Regions from separate parts of the Rattus norvegicus genome. Here region 2 is linked to region 1. Evidence: chromatin contacts called from public Hi-C data. All regions are on one chromosome and are shown on one strand. The core of a region is the stretch at or near the end of the contact, and the rest is flanking DNA. Distances in the headings are between cores, read along the strand shown.

What was found. Hi-C and Micro-C count contacts between places; a contact is called where the count stands out from the background.
Region 2: a contact with region 1 is called in a Hi-C map of liver, with 2.2 times the contacts expected there. The contact joins the enhancer-like site here to the promoter of Hdhd5 in region 1. A contact is called at or near these places in 2 of 12 Hi-C or Micro-C datasets (the A7r5 cell line and liver).

The regions. Positions count from the first base shown.
Region 1 is chr4:155,421,852-155,429,014 of GRCr8, reverse strand. It overlaps Hdhd5 (haloacid dehalogenase like hydrolase domain containing 5), which reads left to right and starts at 3,549. Exons shown (of 8, transcript NM_001107884.1): 1 at 3,549-3,688. The coding sequence starts at 3,563.
Region 2 is chr4:155,698,929-155,706,091 of GRCr8, reverse strand. It overlaps Atp6v1e1 (ATPase H+ transporting V1 subunit E1), which reads left to right. Exons shown (of 9, transcript NM_198745.3): 5 at 2,483-2,572; 6 at 3,335-3,403; 7 at 5,739-5,833. Among named protein-coding and RNA genes, the nearest start is that of Atp6v1e1, 14 kb to the left of the region's middle. Within about 2 kb of position 3,166, at least 1 of the 93 cell types and tissues checked has an H3K27ac peak or open chromatin away from gene starts, as enhancers often do. A contact at or near this core is called in liver, where this site is marked.

The DNA.
Region 1 (7,163 bases), core at 2,300-4,799:
GGGAGGGGGAGGGGGAAGAGGTAATAAATAGTTCCTTTTTTTTTTTTCTTTTTTCTTTTTTTTTCAGAGCTGGGGATCGAACCCAGGGCCTTGCGCTTGCTAGGCAAGCGCTCTACCGCTGAGCTAAATCCCCAACCCCCATAGTTCCTTTTTCTCTGGAGGACCAAAGGAAGATAATTCTGTGGCACAGACTGGACAGGACGCTCGCTTCTGGGTCCAGGGATGTCATGCTTCTCCATAACCTGCATAGTGTATCTTAAATATCTAACAGGTATAAATATAGCTGAAAGATGTTAAGAGTCTGCAGACCTTTATGTAAGTTTTTTCCTTACCTACAAATTTACCTATTCATCCAAGGTTAAAGCCTTGTTCTAACAGGCACCTAGAAACTGTTTGTGCTTATGTTCACTGGTGTTTTGACGGCGTGTGTGTCTGACTGAGGGTGTCAGAAGCCCCGGAACCAGAGTCACAGACAGGTGTGAGCTTCGAAGCGGGTGCTGGGAATTAAACCAGGTCCTCTCCAAAGAGCAGCCCTACACTGTCTTTGTTTAAAAAGATCATTTCCAGGGGGCTGGAGAGATGGCTCAGCGGTTAAGAGCACTGACTGCTCTTCCAGAGGTCCTGAGTTCAAATCCCAGCAACCACATGGTGGCTCACAACCACCTGTAATGAGATCTGATGCCCTCTTCCTGTGTGTCTGAAGACAGCTACAGTGTCCTTGCATATAATAAATAAATCTTTTTTTTTAAAGACCTTTTCCTTTGAGCTTAAAGACAATCAAATGCAGCAAGTGATGTAGTTTTAACTGAATCTTGAACAATCTACAATTACTTGGGGATGCCAGCCATAGTGGATTATCCCAGCACTTGACAGGCAGAGGCAGCTGGATCTCTGTGAATTCCAGGCTAACCTTCATTACATAGTTGAGTTCCAGACTGACCAGAATCACATGTTGAAAACTTGTCTTAAAAACAATGGCCAGAGAGCACTTGCCTAGCAAGCGCAAGGCCCTGTATTCGGTCCCCAGCTCCGGAAAAAAAGAAAAAAACAAAACAAACAAACAAACAAAAAATGGCCAGGCAGTGGTGGTGACACATGCTTTTAATCCTAGCACAGAACTAGTTCCAGGACAGCTAGGGCTATACAGAGAAACCTTGCCTGGGAACAAAGAAAAAAGAATAACAATTACATATGAAAATGGCTTTTCAAAGAAAATTATGAGGGTTGGATAGGGGGCTCATTGGTTAAGAGCATTTGTTGGAGCCAGGTTCGATTCCCATACCTTACATGATGACTTAAAACTGTCCAAATCCCAGTTTAGGGGATCTGACAGACATGCACATTGTTCACAAACACTCATGCAGGTAAAACACTCATATACACAAAGTAAAATACATCTGAAATTATGGTGTTATGATTTATCCGTAAGTCATAAGATACTTTTGCAAGCTTTTAGTCTGGTTAAGCAATTTTTAAAATGATTATCTTTTAGGATTTAAAGGATCATTAGTATTTTGGTTATTGATCTTTTTTTTTTTTCAGGGGGAGGGAAAGAGGAGGGTGAGACAGGGCTTCTCTGTATAGCCCTGGCTCTTCTGGAAACCCCCTCTGTAAACCAGATTTTCCTGCCTCTGCCTTGAGAGGGCTGGGATTAAAGGCAAGGGCTACCACTGCCCCAAGGTTCCAGGTTTGTTTTTGTTTTTTAACTTTATTATAAAAAGAATTGGAGAAAAAAAGTCACAGACCCAGACTACACAGTTCAGTGAACTTCCGTAGTAGCCATTCAGAACAGAAGCTGTGTTTTACACTTTCTCTCTCATATGTTTTTATGTATCCTGTTGCTTTCAGAGGCACTCTCACCATTTGCATCCCCACTCTGGGCAGGATGGGTTGAAGACTGAGTTCTGAAGACTCCTATCTGGTGAGGGGTAAAATATGTTTTCACAGGAGGCTGTCACTAGAACAAGTGTGGATACAATTAAAGGCTACTAGCTGCTAAATCGGTTTCTTTATATTACTACTACTACTACTACTACTACTACTACTACTACTACTACTACTACTATTATTTAGACAATGTCTTGGGGTGATCCTCCTGCCAGCCTCTGGAGCGCTGGGATTATAGGTATGAGCCACCACTCACCGTTTCCTAAATTAGTTTATTTGAATAGCAGGAAGAGGTTAAAAAAAAAACCTATACAGCTGTATCTCTTGGCTGGAATGTGCTGTGTGCCATGGCAGGTTTGACTAACGGCAATACATCTTCCAATTTTTCCTCAACAGTGGTTACTGTGATTTTTTTTTTCCTTTTTCTTTTTTTTCGGAGCTGGGGACCGAACCCAGGGCCTTGCGCTTCCTAGGCAAGCGCTCTACCACTGAGCTAAATCCCCAACCCCCTGTGATTTCTGATCTTAGCCTTCAAAGCTGAGAAGCCATGCACACAACTGAAGTGAGATACACTGTAGGCTCACTCCCCCCCCCTCTACCCCCACTGACTGAAGCATTCTCTCCGCAGAGTGCTTAGCTGTACACCTTACATGTTTGTTGAATTCATTATCTGACTTCTGACATTATCTGACTTCCGACAATGACCATTTTCACCTTGTTTTCGCACATCAATACCCACCTACCTACCAAGTGTGAATCAAGGAGATCATTCAACATGTGGCTTTCCCGGGTTTTGGGTCAGAGCCCACAGGAAATAGGACTGTCACGCATGTTTACCGAATAAAAGGATTTTTAAAGAGTAAGATGCAGCGCCGGGCTGGAGAGATGGCTCAGTGGTTAAGAGCATTGACTGCTCTTGCCAAGGTCCAGAATTCAATTCCCAGCAACCACAAGGTGGCTCACAACCATCTATAATGGGATCTGTGCCCTCTTCTGGTGTGTCTGAAGACAGCGACAGTGTGCTCATATGCATAAATAAATAAATAAAATCTTTTTTTTTTTTTTTGGTTCTTTTTTTCAGAGCTGGGGACCGAACCCAGGGCCTTGCGCTTCCTAGGTAAGCGCTCTACCACTGAGCTAAATCCCCAGCCCTATAAAATCTTAAAAAAAAAAAAAAAGCAGCACTCCATTCAACATTCTTTGGATGAAGCTCAGAGGACGTGGGCCTCAAAACAAAGTTCTTCTTCCTCAACCTCGGATTCAAAGTCAGGCTGCCTAGTTCCACACGGTCGCCCCAGCTCCAAAAAGTCACCAAGTAAGGTTTCTGGAGTTGAGACTTCGGCCGAGAAACACGCTTCCGGAAGTCAGCAGATGCACTGATTGGTCAGGTGTCTGTCCTCCCAGCCCGGGTGGCCGCGCTCACCAACTTGCTGACCCCAAGTCTCCTCTCGGCGAAGCGAGAGACTCAGAGCCTCTCTATACAACTACAGAGACGCGAACGCCGCCCGCACGCTCTCTGCTCCGCACTGGGACTTCGAGTCCGTGGAGTATGGTCGGACTACCACCCCCGAGAGGCTCCGCGCGGGCGGCCGCTGATTGGTTGCTCGGTTGTGCGCGGGGAGGGGGCTCCAGAGTAGGCGAGACCCGCAGTCTACGCGTGCGCGCGACGAGCGCGATGGCTGCGCTCGCCCGGCTGGGGGTTCTCGGCCCCGGGCGCTGTCTGTGGAAGCTGCCTGTGCGCCTGTCCGCGGAGTTCCAGGGCTACGGACCCCGGAGGGGCTACGTCGCGGACCGCGCTGAGGTGAGGACGCATGGGGTCTGCACTCCCAGGGCTGGTGGGTGGGAGGGCCGTGCGGGGCATCGAGCATCCTGGCCTGGGGCCGCCCTCCCGGAGACCGTGGAGCCGCGGAATCCTTGGTCCTTTACGAGGCGGTGTCCGGGTGCTCACCTTCCGCCCGCTGGAAGAGTCCGTGTCCCAGGAAAACGATCCGAACCAAACCCAGGTCAGCGTTGCGTGGGTTCGCAGCTCCTTCCCGCGCGTCAGGAATGTTCCTCAGCAGTTAATTCGTTTCCACTTCTGTTTGAAGTAAAGACTTGCGGATTCGTATTTCTAAAAAGGTAACTGAATATGACCAGTGTACGGCTCAGGAGTGCAGCCGTCAAGGCAAAGGAGCTTTTATCATCATCATCATCATCATCATCACCACCACCACCACCACCACCACCACCACCACCACCACCACCATGATCAGTGTGTGTGTGTGTGTGTGTGTGTGTGTGGGAGAGAGAGAGAGAGAGAGAGAGAGAGAGAGAGAGAGAGAGAGAGAGAAAGAGAAGTAGGTATATGTAGGTAGGTTAGAGAACAACTTTGAGGATCTCACCTTCCAGTGTGTGTTGTATGGAACTCATATGTCTTCAGGTTTACAAAGCAAACTCTTTTTTTTTTTTTTTTCTTTTTTCCGGGGCTGGGGATCGAACCCAGGACCTTGTGCTTCCTCATAGCAAACTCTTTTAACAGCCATCTTGCTGGGCTTTGATTTTTTTTTTTTTATGTGAGTTTCCAAAAATTAAGAGAGAGTATGAATTCCAAATTTTTTTTTAAAGATTTATTTATTCATTTATTATATATAAGTACACTGTAGCTGTCTTCAGATACACCAGAAGAGGGCATCGGATCTCTTTACATATGGTTGTGAGCCACCATGTGGTTGCTGGGAATTGAACTCAGGACCTCTGGAAGAGCAGTCAGGTGCTCTTAACCGCTGAGCCATCTCTCCAGCCCGAATTCCAAATTTTTATCTTTCAGATAAACAGTCACAGCGTTTTGGCATGCCTGCTTATCTCTCCCACTTTGCAGCTGTAAGACTTTAAATCCTGGGGTTCTTATCATTTCAACCCTAAACTATGTGGGAACCTTTAAAAAGAGGTGTTTTATTTATTTATTTATTTATTTATTTATTTATTTATTTGTTTTTATTAACTTGAGTATTTCTTATTTACATTTCGAGTGTTATTTCCTTTCCCGGTTTCCAGGCAAACATCCCCCTAATCCCTCCCCCTCCCCTTCTTTGTGGGTGTTCCCCTCCCCATCCTCCCCCCATTGCCACCCTCCCCCCAACAATCACGTTCACTGGGGGTTCAGTCTTAGCAGGACCCAGGGCTTCCCCTTCCACTGGTGATCTTACTAGAATATTCATTGCTACCTATGAGGTCAGAGTCCAGGGTCAGTCCATGTATAGTCTTTAGGTAGTGGCTTAGTCCCCGGAAGCTCTGGTTGCTTGGCATAGTTGTTCATAAGGGGTCTCGAGCTCCTTCAAGCTCTTCGAGTTCTTTCTCTGATTCCTTCAACGGGGGTCCTATTCTCAGTTCAGTGGTTTGCTGCTGGCATTCGCCTCTGTATTTGCTGTATTCTGGCTGTGTCTCTCAGGAGCGATCTACATCCTGCTCCTGTCGGCCTGCACTTCTTTGCTTCATCCATCTTGTCTAATTGGATGACTGTATATGTATGGGCCACATGTGGGGCAGGCTCTGAATGGGTGTTCCTTCTGTATCTGTTTTAATCTTTGCCTCTCTATTCCCTGCCAAGGGTATTTTTGTTCCCCTTTTAAATAAGGGGTGAAGCATTCACATTTTGATCATCCGTCTTGAGTTTCCTGTGTTCTAGGCATCTAGGGTAATTCAAGCATTTGGGCTAATAGCCACTTATCAGTGAGTGCATACCATGTGTGTTTCTCTGTGATTGGGTTACCTCACTCAGGATGATATTTTCCAGTTCCAACCATTTGCCTACGAATTTCATAAAGTCATTGTTTTTGATAGCTGAGTAATATTCCATTGTGTAGATGTACCACATTTTCTGTATCCATTCCTCTGTTGAAGGGCATCTGGGTTCTTTCCAGCTTCTGGCTATTATAAATAAGGCTGCTATGAACATAGTGGAGCATGTGTCTTTTTATTATTTTTTTTTAAAGATTTATTCATTTATTATATATAAGTACACTGTAGCTGTCTTCAGATGCACCAGAAGAGGGCATCAGATCTCTTTACAGATGGTTGTGAGCCACCATGTGGTTGCTGGGAATTGAACTCAGGACCTCTGGAAGAGTAGTCGGGTTCTCTTAACCACTGAGCCATCTGTCCAGCCCGCACGTGTCTTTTTTATATGTTGGGGCATCTTTTGGGTATATGCCCAAGAGAGGTATAGCTGGATCCTCAGGCAGTTCAATGTCCAATTTTCTGAGGAACCTCCAGACTGATTTCCAGAATGGTTGTACCAGTCTGCAATCCCACCAACAATGGAGGAGTGTTCCTCTTTCTCCGCATCCTCGCCAGCATTTGCTGTCACCTGAGTTTTTGATCTTAGCCATTCTCACTGGTGTGAGGTGAAATCTCAGGGTTGTTTTGATTTGCATTTCCCTTATGACTAAAGATGTTGAACATTTCTTTAGGTGTTTCTCAGCCATTCGGCATTCCTCAGCTGTGAATTCTTTGTTTAGCTCTGAACCCCATTTTTTAATAGGGTTATTTGTCTCCCTGTGGTCTAACTTCTTGAGTTCTTTGTATATTTTGGATATAAGGCCTCTATCTGTTGTAGGATTGGTAAAGATCTTTTCCCAATCTGTTAGTTGCCGTTTTGTCCTAACCACAGTGTCCTTTGCCTTACAGAAGCTTTGCAGTTTTATAAGATCCCATTTGTCGATTCTTTTTTTTTTTTTTTTTGGTTCTTTTTTTCGGAGCTGGGGACCGAACCCAGGGCCTTGCGCTTCCTAGGTAAGTGCTCTACCACTGAGCTAAATCCCCAGCCCCCATTTGTCGATTCTTGATCTTAGAGCATAAGCCATTGGTGTTTTGTTCAGGAAATTTTTTCCAGTGCCCATGTGTTCCAGATGCTTCCCTAGTTTTTCTTCTATTAGTTTGAGTGTATCTGGTTTGATGTGGAGGTCCTTTATCCACTTGGACTTAAGCTTTGTACAGGGTGATAAGCATGGATCGATCTGCATTCTTCTACATGTTGACCTCCAGTTGAACCAGCACCATTTGCTGAAAATGCTATCTTTTTTTCCATTTGATGGTTTTGGCTCCTTTGTCAAAAATCAAGTGCCCATAGGTGTGTGGGTTCATTTCTGGGTCTTCAATTCTGTTCCATTGGTCTATCTGTCTGTCTCTGTACCAATACCATGCAGTTTTTATCACTATTGCTCTGTAATACTGCTTGAGTTCAGGGATAGTGATTCCCCTGAAGTCCTTTTATTGTTGAGGATAGTTTTAGCTATCCT
Region 2 (7,163 bases), core at 1,917-4,416, 280 kb before region 1:
TACAGAACGTGAGCCCTTGCCTCAGCAGTGAGGTCTCGACTTAGGGTTAGAGTCTGAAAGGATGCTAACTGTGTCGCTACTTGCTGTGGACGCACAGGCTTCTTCCAAATGGAAACACCAGAGTTCCACAGCCCGCCAGCCCAGGGGCACACCTGTGACATCAGCACCGAGAAGGGGGAGGCAGGAAGATCGCTTGGTTTAGGTCAGTCAGGGTTATAGTTTGAGGCCAGCCTAGGCCTCAGGGCTAAGATCCTGTCTCAAAGGAAAAAAATGTTCTCACGCCTTGTCCTCATGAATTTCTTTTTTTTTTTTTTTTTTTCCCTTTTATTTTTTTTGGAGCTGGGGACCGAACCCAGGACCTTGCGCTTGCTAGGCAAGCGCTCTACCACTGAGCTAAATCCCCAACCCCATGAATTTCTTCTTAAATGTGTGGATTCTTTGTATGTATGTCTATGTATCATGTGCACACCTCGTACCTTTGGAGCCCAGAAAGGGAGTCAGACTCCCTAGAATTGAAGCTACAGTTGGAAGCCAGTGCTGTAGGTGATGGAAATCAGACCTCTGCAAGGGTAATCAGTGCCCTTAACCACCAGGCCCTCTCTCCAGTCCTCTCGAAGTGTGTGTGCGTGTGCGTGTGCATGCATGTGTGCATGCATGTGTGCGCCCTGGCTGTCCTAGAACTCACTCTGTAGACCAGGCTGGCCTCAAACTCACAGAGCTCTGCCTGCCTCTGCCACCTGAGTGCTGGGATTAACAGCGTGCACCACCACCACCCAGCTGTATGTGTGTGCTTCTCCTGATAGTTTGAGGTCAGATTGATCCAGAAAACTGTACAATTCTTTGTAAAGAACTTTATTTTAGTTATTTTATTCTACAGCAAAATACTCACTGGGGCTGGTGAGGCGTGGAGACCGTCTTCCTTTGTGGCAGAATGTTTGAAACTGGAACAGTGAGCATGCCTCATGTCTGGGAAGCTCTGGCACTGGTGTGACTGGCTCCCCAGCACCACATGATACTGGGCATGGTGGTGCACGCCTGCATCCCCAACATTCAGGTGGGGGACAGGGGATGCATTGAAAGTTTGAAGTCACCCTGGGCTACACTGTGAGTTCCAGGTCAGCCATGGGTACATAGTGAGACTGTCAAAAACAAGAAGGGAATTAGATGTAGAACTGTTTTGAGCAACCAAATTGTGCAGGACCACTGGTCACCTAGGAGAGAAGCATCCCCATCTTCCCTGGGCTTGTCTAGAGAGCTGCTTCAGAGGGGAAGCTGGGAGACAGTGGTCCAGCTTGGTTGTCCCTCGCTGACCTACATACATTTATACTGCGATTCACTTGATAGCTTGTCCTTTTACAGCCAGTGACAGGACCCAGGGCTTGTGCATGTTAGCTGTACTTCACTCCTGAGCTGGATCCCCAAACCCAGCTGTACTCAATAAGATTGCTTGGTTTGGGGGTTGGGGATTTAGCTCAGTGGTAGAGCGCTTGCCTAGTGAGCGCAAGGCCCTGGGTTCGGTCCCCAGCTCCGAAAAAAAGAAAAAAGAAAAAAAAAAAGATTGCTTGGTTTGTTTTTGGCGTTTGTAGTTGTTTGTTTTGTTGGGACTGAAACAGGTGTACCACTCCGGCTCTTTATAAGAGTGTTTCATAGTTGAATTGTCTACATAATTACTGTTCAGGGCATGAAACCCACTCTATGCCAAGTACCAGCGTGTAGCTTGGCCTGGCTTAGATGTTCTTGTGTAGCCAAGGATGACCTTAAACTTCTGAGCTTCCTGCCCCCACTAAGGGCTGGGCTTCTGTGGAATGTAGTTTGGGGTGCAGGGGGTGGTGTCCAAGCCCAGGGCTTCTTGCATGCTAAGCAGACATTACCAACTGACCCAGATGGTTGCTGGTTTCATTGGTCATGGTTGCTTGGCTTGTTTTGTTTTTTTTTAAGACAGTGTTTCTCTGTGTGGCCCTGGCTATCACGGAACTTGCTCTGTAGACCAGGCTGGCCCGGAACTCACTGAGCTCCACCTGCCTGTGCCTCCTGAGTGCTGGGATTAAAGGTGTGTATGCGCCTGGCTGTTTTAGAGACAAGGTGCCAGTAGCCTTAAAATCTGGAACTCTTGTGTAGTTGAGTGAGGCCCTGGACTCGGTCGTTCCACTGACCCAGCATGCAAGCATAAACCACCATGCTGGCTTCAACACTCAACAGCCCTTCTTCCCCGTCTGGATTGGAATCGCAGGCTTGTAGATCTTTCCAGGTTTTGGGGCCAAGCAGATCTAGCATGAACTCTTTAAGAACAGGAATGGTGTTTCCCACCAGCATTTAGCAGTGTCTGTGGCACAGTCACATACGCTATCTGTGTGTTTAGTGAAAACCCAGGAGTGTGGTGTGAGGTGAGCACACGAGCTGGATGGCGGCTGTAAGGTAGATGTAGCTCGGATGTAACAGGGATGTACGTGGCCATAACACGTCTTCTTTCCACTCTTTGCAGGATCTGCTGAATGAGGCAAAACAGAGACTCAGCAAGGTGGTAAAAGATACGACCAGGTACCAGGTGCTGCTGGACGGGCTGGTCCTCCAGGTACGCTTCTATGCCCAGGCTGCACACACAGCTGCGGTTCTAAGGCCTTTAAAAACGTCTGCCAGAGAGCGGCTCCGTTCCCCCTAACTGCTTTCTTCCTCTTTCCTGTGTCTGGTGTGTTGCATAAGATGGCGACATCTCATCTGTCTAAGACTTGAGGGTGTTACCTTTTTTTTGGTTCTTTTTTTCGGAGCTGGGGACCGAACCCAGGGCCTTGCGCTTCCTAGGCAAGCGCTCTACCACTGAGCTAAATCCCCAACCCCAAGGGTGTTACTATTATTCCCTCTGATTATAGGGTTCTTCCTACCTTTCTGGTTAAATCTGCCGGCCTGCAGTTTTACTCTCCCGCATTGATTCGACCTTTGAAACACTTGGCTTTAACCTCACGGTTAGTGCTGAGGACATAGTTTGGTGGTAAAGGCACAATGCTCGTTTAACATGTGAGAGACCCGCAGGTCCAATCCCTAGCACTGCACAAACAGAAAAGTCAAGCAGTTGTTTGCTCCTGGGTTATGGTCTCTTTCTCTTACTCATGTTAATCCAGAGTGCTTGTCCTCAGTCCGGCTAACAGGACTCCATGGGAATTTCATTGGCCATTCAAAGTCCATGGTTCCAGTCTGTGTCGATGTTAATACCAGGCCGTGTAATCTGTGTTCTCGTGCTGCCTGTGGTCTTTGCAGCTTCCCGGTGACACCGGAAAGAACTGCAGGACACTGCTGTGCTGTATTTTCCTCTACAGACTCTGCTGCTTTCTTTTTACAGGGCTTGTACCAGCTGTTGGAACCTCGAATGATTGTGCGCTGCAGAAAACAAGATTTCCCTTTGGTGAAGGTAAAAACCTTTGTTACTATTATTATTAGCAGTAGTTGTCATTGCTGTTGAAAAAAAGGGGTCAAAGTGTTACAGTTGGTAGAATGATATCACTTAGGGAAGTCAGGGCAGGACCTCGAGGCAGGAACTAAGGCAGAGGCTGGGGAGAGTGATGCTTACTGACTGGCTTGCTCACCCTTGAAACAGGGTCTCAAGTTCCTGGTTGACCCGGAGCTTGCTATGTAGAGTAGACTGGCCTTGAATTCAGAGGGATCCTCTTACCTCTGAATCTAGCTGGAATTAAGCGCATGCGTTACGACACCCAACTTTCACCTGTTTTCTTGTAGAGCTCAGACCACCAGCCATGGGTGGTAGCACCCACGATAGGCTGAACCCTCCCACATCAACCACTAATTAAGAAAATGCCTTGCAGACATTCTTACCTGCAGGACAGTCTTACGGGGACATTTTCCCCGTTGATAGTCCTCTTGCCAAGGAACTTTAGCATGTGTCAAGTTGACATAAAACTAGCCAAGACAATGATATGTAGTAGTATCCAGTATATAAGACAGACTGGGGGGCTGGAGAGATGGCTCAGCGGTTAAGAGCCCCGACTGCTCTTCCAGAGGTCCTGAGTTCAATTCCCAGCAACCACATGGTGGCTCGCAACCATCTGTAAAGAGATCCGATGCAGGTTTGGGGATTTAGCTCAGTGGTAGAGCGCTTGCCTAGGAAGCGCAAGGCCCTGGGTTCGGTCCCCAGCTCTGAAAAAAAGAACCAAAAAAAAAAAAGAGAGATCCAATGCCCTCTTCTGGTGTGTCTGAAGACAGCTACAGTGTACTTATATATAATAAATGAATAAATCTTAAAAAAAAAAATACAGCAAATACGTAGGCGAATGCTAGCAATAATCCACTGAACTGAGAAAGGGACCCCCATTGAAGGAATCAGAGAAAGGATTGGAAGAGCTTGAAGGGGCTCAAGACCCCATATGAACAACAATGCCAAGCAACCAGAGCTTCCAGGGACTAAGCCACTACCCAAAGACTATCCATGGACTGACCCTGGACTCTGACCTCATAGGTAGCAATGAATATCCTAGTAAGAGCACCAGTGGAAGGGGAAGCCCTGGGTCCTGCCAAGACTGAACCCCCAGTGAACTAGACTGTTGCGGGGAGGGCGACAATGGGGGGAGGATGGGGAGGGGAAGCCCATATAGAAGGGGGGGGAGGGGTTGGGGGATGTTGGCCCGGAAACCGGGAAAGGGAATAACAATCGAAATGTAAATAAGAAATACTCAAGTTAATAAAGATTAAAAAAAAACCAACTGGGCACAGGCAAAATGGCTCCACAGGTAAAGCTGTGGAAAGATAGAGGTATTCCTCCCTATAAGTTCTCCTCTGACCTTTGTGTATTCACAAATGAAGATGGTAAAAACAAAAGTTTTTAAAGTGGCCCATGCTTTGCTTGTTTATTCTCGGTAGAAGCACCTTCTGTCTTTTGGTGTCTGTCTGTCTGGGGCTTCCTATATAGACCAGGCTGGCCTCAAACTCACCTGACTCCCAGGTGAGTCATAGTACCTGGCCTTCACCCTTTTATTTAAGATTCTTGAAGCTGGAAGTTTGCTTTTATTGCCACTCCAGTGAAGCAGCCACAGTTGAGAAGTAGTATGTGGCAGGTCTCTGAAGTGGCTGCTGTGAGCCAAATGCCTGAGGAAGCTCTTGAGGAAGGAAGGGCTGTACAGTTTTCTGAGCGGTCGTGCTGTTCTCCATACCTGCCCTCAGTGCACAGAAGACTCTCGTGTCCTCAGACTCGGCAGTGCTTCAGTTAAATTGTTTTTGTGTGTGGGTCTTCTGCCTGCATGTAGCATCTGTGTGCCTGGTGTCCTCCCAGGCCTGAACAGGGTGGTGGGTTCTCTGGACCTGGACTCAAATGGCTGTGATCTGCCTTGTGGGGTTCTAGGAATCATGCCCTAGCCCTCTGGAAGAGCCTTTGTTCTTAACCTAACCAGCTCTCCAGCCAAGTGAATTCTTCATTGTTGCTGTCTCAAGGGCCGTGAAGCCTCTTAGGAAGCCTCGGAAGCTGCCAAAGCTCCATCCCCACCATACCGCTGACCACACTGCCGCCCACACCTCACACCTGAGCTGGTTGGCACTGTCCCTGGAGTCCCTGGTATGTCCAGTTGCCAGGCCCATTGAATAATCTTTACAGAAGACCTATGTCTCTTCCTCCCACCTGTGTGCAGACTCCCATTTTTTTTTCCCCCTCTTCCTCAGGAATGGCATCGTTAGGACCTCAGCAACAAAACTTGCTTTTACTTGAAAATCTTTCATTGTTTTCTGTTTGTTTTCCCCAGGCTGCAGTACAGAAAGCAATACCTATGTATAAAATTGCCACCAAAAAAGATGTTGACGTCCAGATTGACCAGGAGGCCTACCTGCCTGAGGACATGTACGGATCTCTGTTAAAGCTGCTTCTGGTTATTGGACTGACCTTGGTGCTAAGCCTCTCAGAAAGCGTTTTATCTATTGTTACTGGGGTTGTGGGGAGCAGTTGGTTTCTATCGCTGCAGCACCATGACCGAAAACGGGAGGAAACGGTTTGGCTTACACCTGGCCAATCACATCCCATCTCTGAAGGAAGTCAGAACAGGAACTTAAGCAGGGCAGGACCTGGAGGCAGGAGCTGATGCAGAGGCCAAGGAGGGTGCTGCTTACTGGCTTGCTTCTTATGACATACTCAGCTAGCTTTCTTATAGAACCCAAGCCCACCCCCTCACGGATGGCACTAGCCATCACGGTTGGGCCCTCCCCCATCAATCCTGTTGAGAAAATGCCTTACAGCTGGATCTCATGGAGGCGTTTCTTCAACTGAAGCTCCTTCCTCTCTGCTAGCTCTAGGCACAAAACCAGCCGGTACAACAGGAAAGCCAGTACCTGGGTTTAATCCTCAGCCCTGACTGAGTCAGTTTTCTTGGGTGAGGTCTTGGCTGCAAGAGGTTGTATTCTTCAGGTACTTGGGTCTGTTTCTGTCAGGGTTCCAGTTCTCCCTCATTACTTCAAGCTGGTTCTGAGTCAGGGCGGCAGCACTTTCTGCACGGGAGTGTGGAACGTAATCCTAGGAGCTCGCTCGCTGCCCAGAGCCGTCTGTCTGTCTGACGTCACATTGCTACCACTGCCTAACATAAGAGCAGGACCTTGGGAAATTCTGAACTAAAGTAAAAGAACATGAGGCTTGGGAATGTGAAATGGTTGAGAACATTGGCCATCAAAATTAGATTTGGGGGCTTGGAGTTTTGTTTCATTTCTTGCTACGACACCAGGTAGAACCCAGGATGTCCTGAATCATGAGTCAGATGTGGGTTTGCTTTACTCTGCCATGGGCTGTCTGGGCGGTGTTGCAACACTTACTTTGTCTCACTAGGCCTTGACTTCAGTTTGGGTTTTTTGTTTTTGTTTTTCTGGTGGTCAGGGGATGAGACAGGGCCGGTTTGTTCACAGCAGTCGGAAATCAGGAGGCTGGGGTCACAGGCTTGGCTCACCATGCCCAGCTGACTTCATTAAATGGGAGCAATTCCAATGAGATCATGTCTAGGCAGCACTCAGTGGAAACTGAGCAGGCAGTGCAGACATCAGGTACAGGGGCTGATTATCCCTGGGGCCTTGTTGTCAGACATGCCCTGAATTTCAGAGAGCGGAATAGCAATGGAACGGGCTGGGGTGCAGCTCGTTAGTTGAGGGTGTGCAAGCAGGTGTGAGACCCTGGGTCCCATGCCCCATAC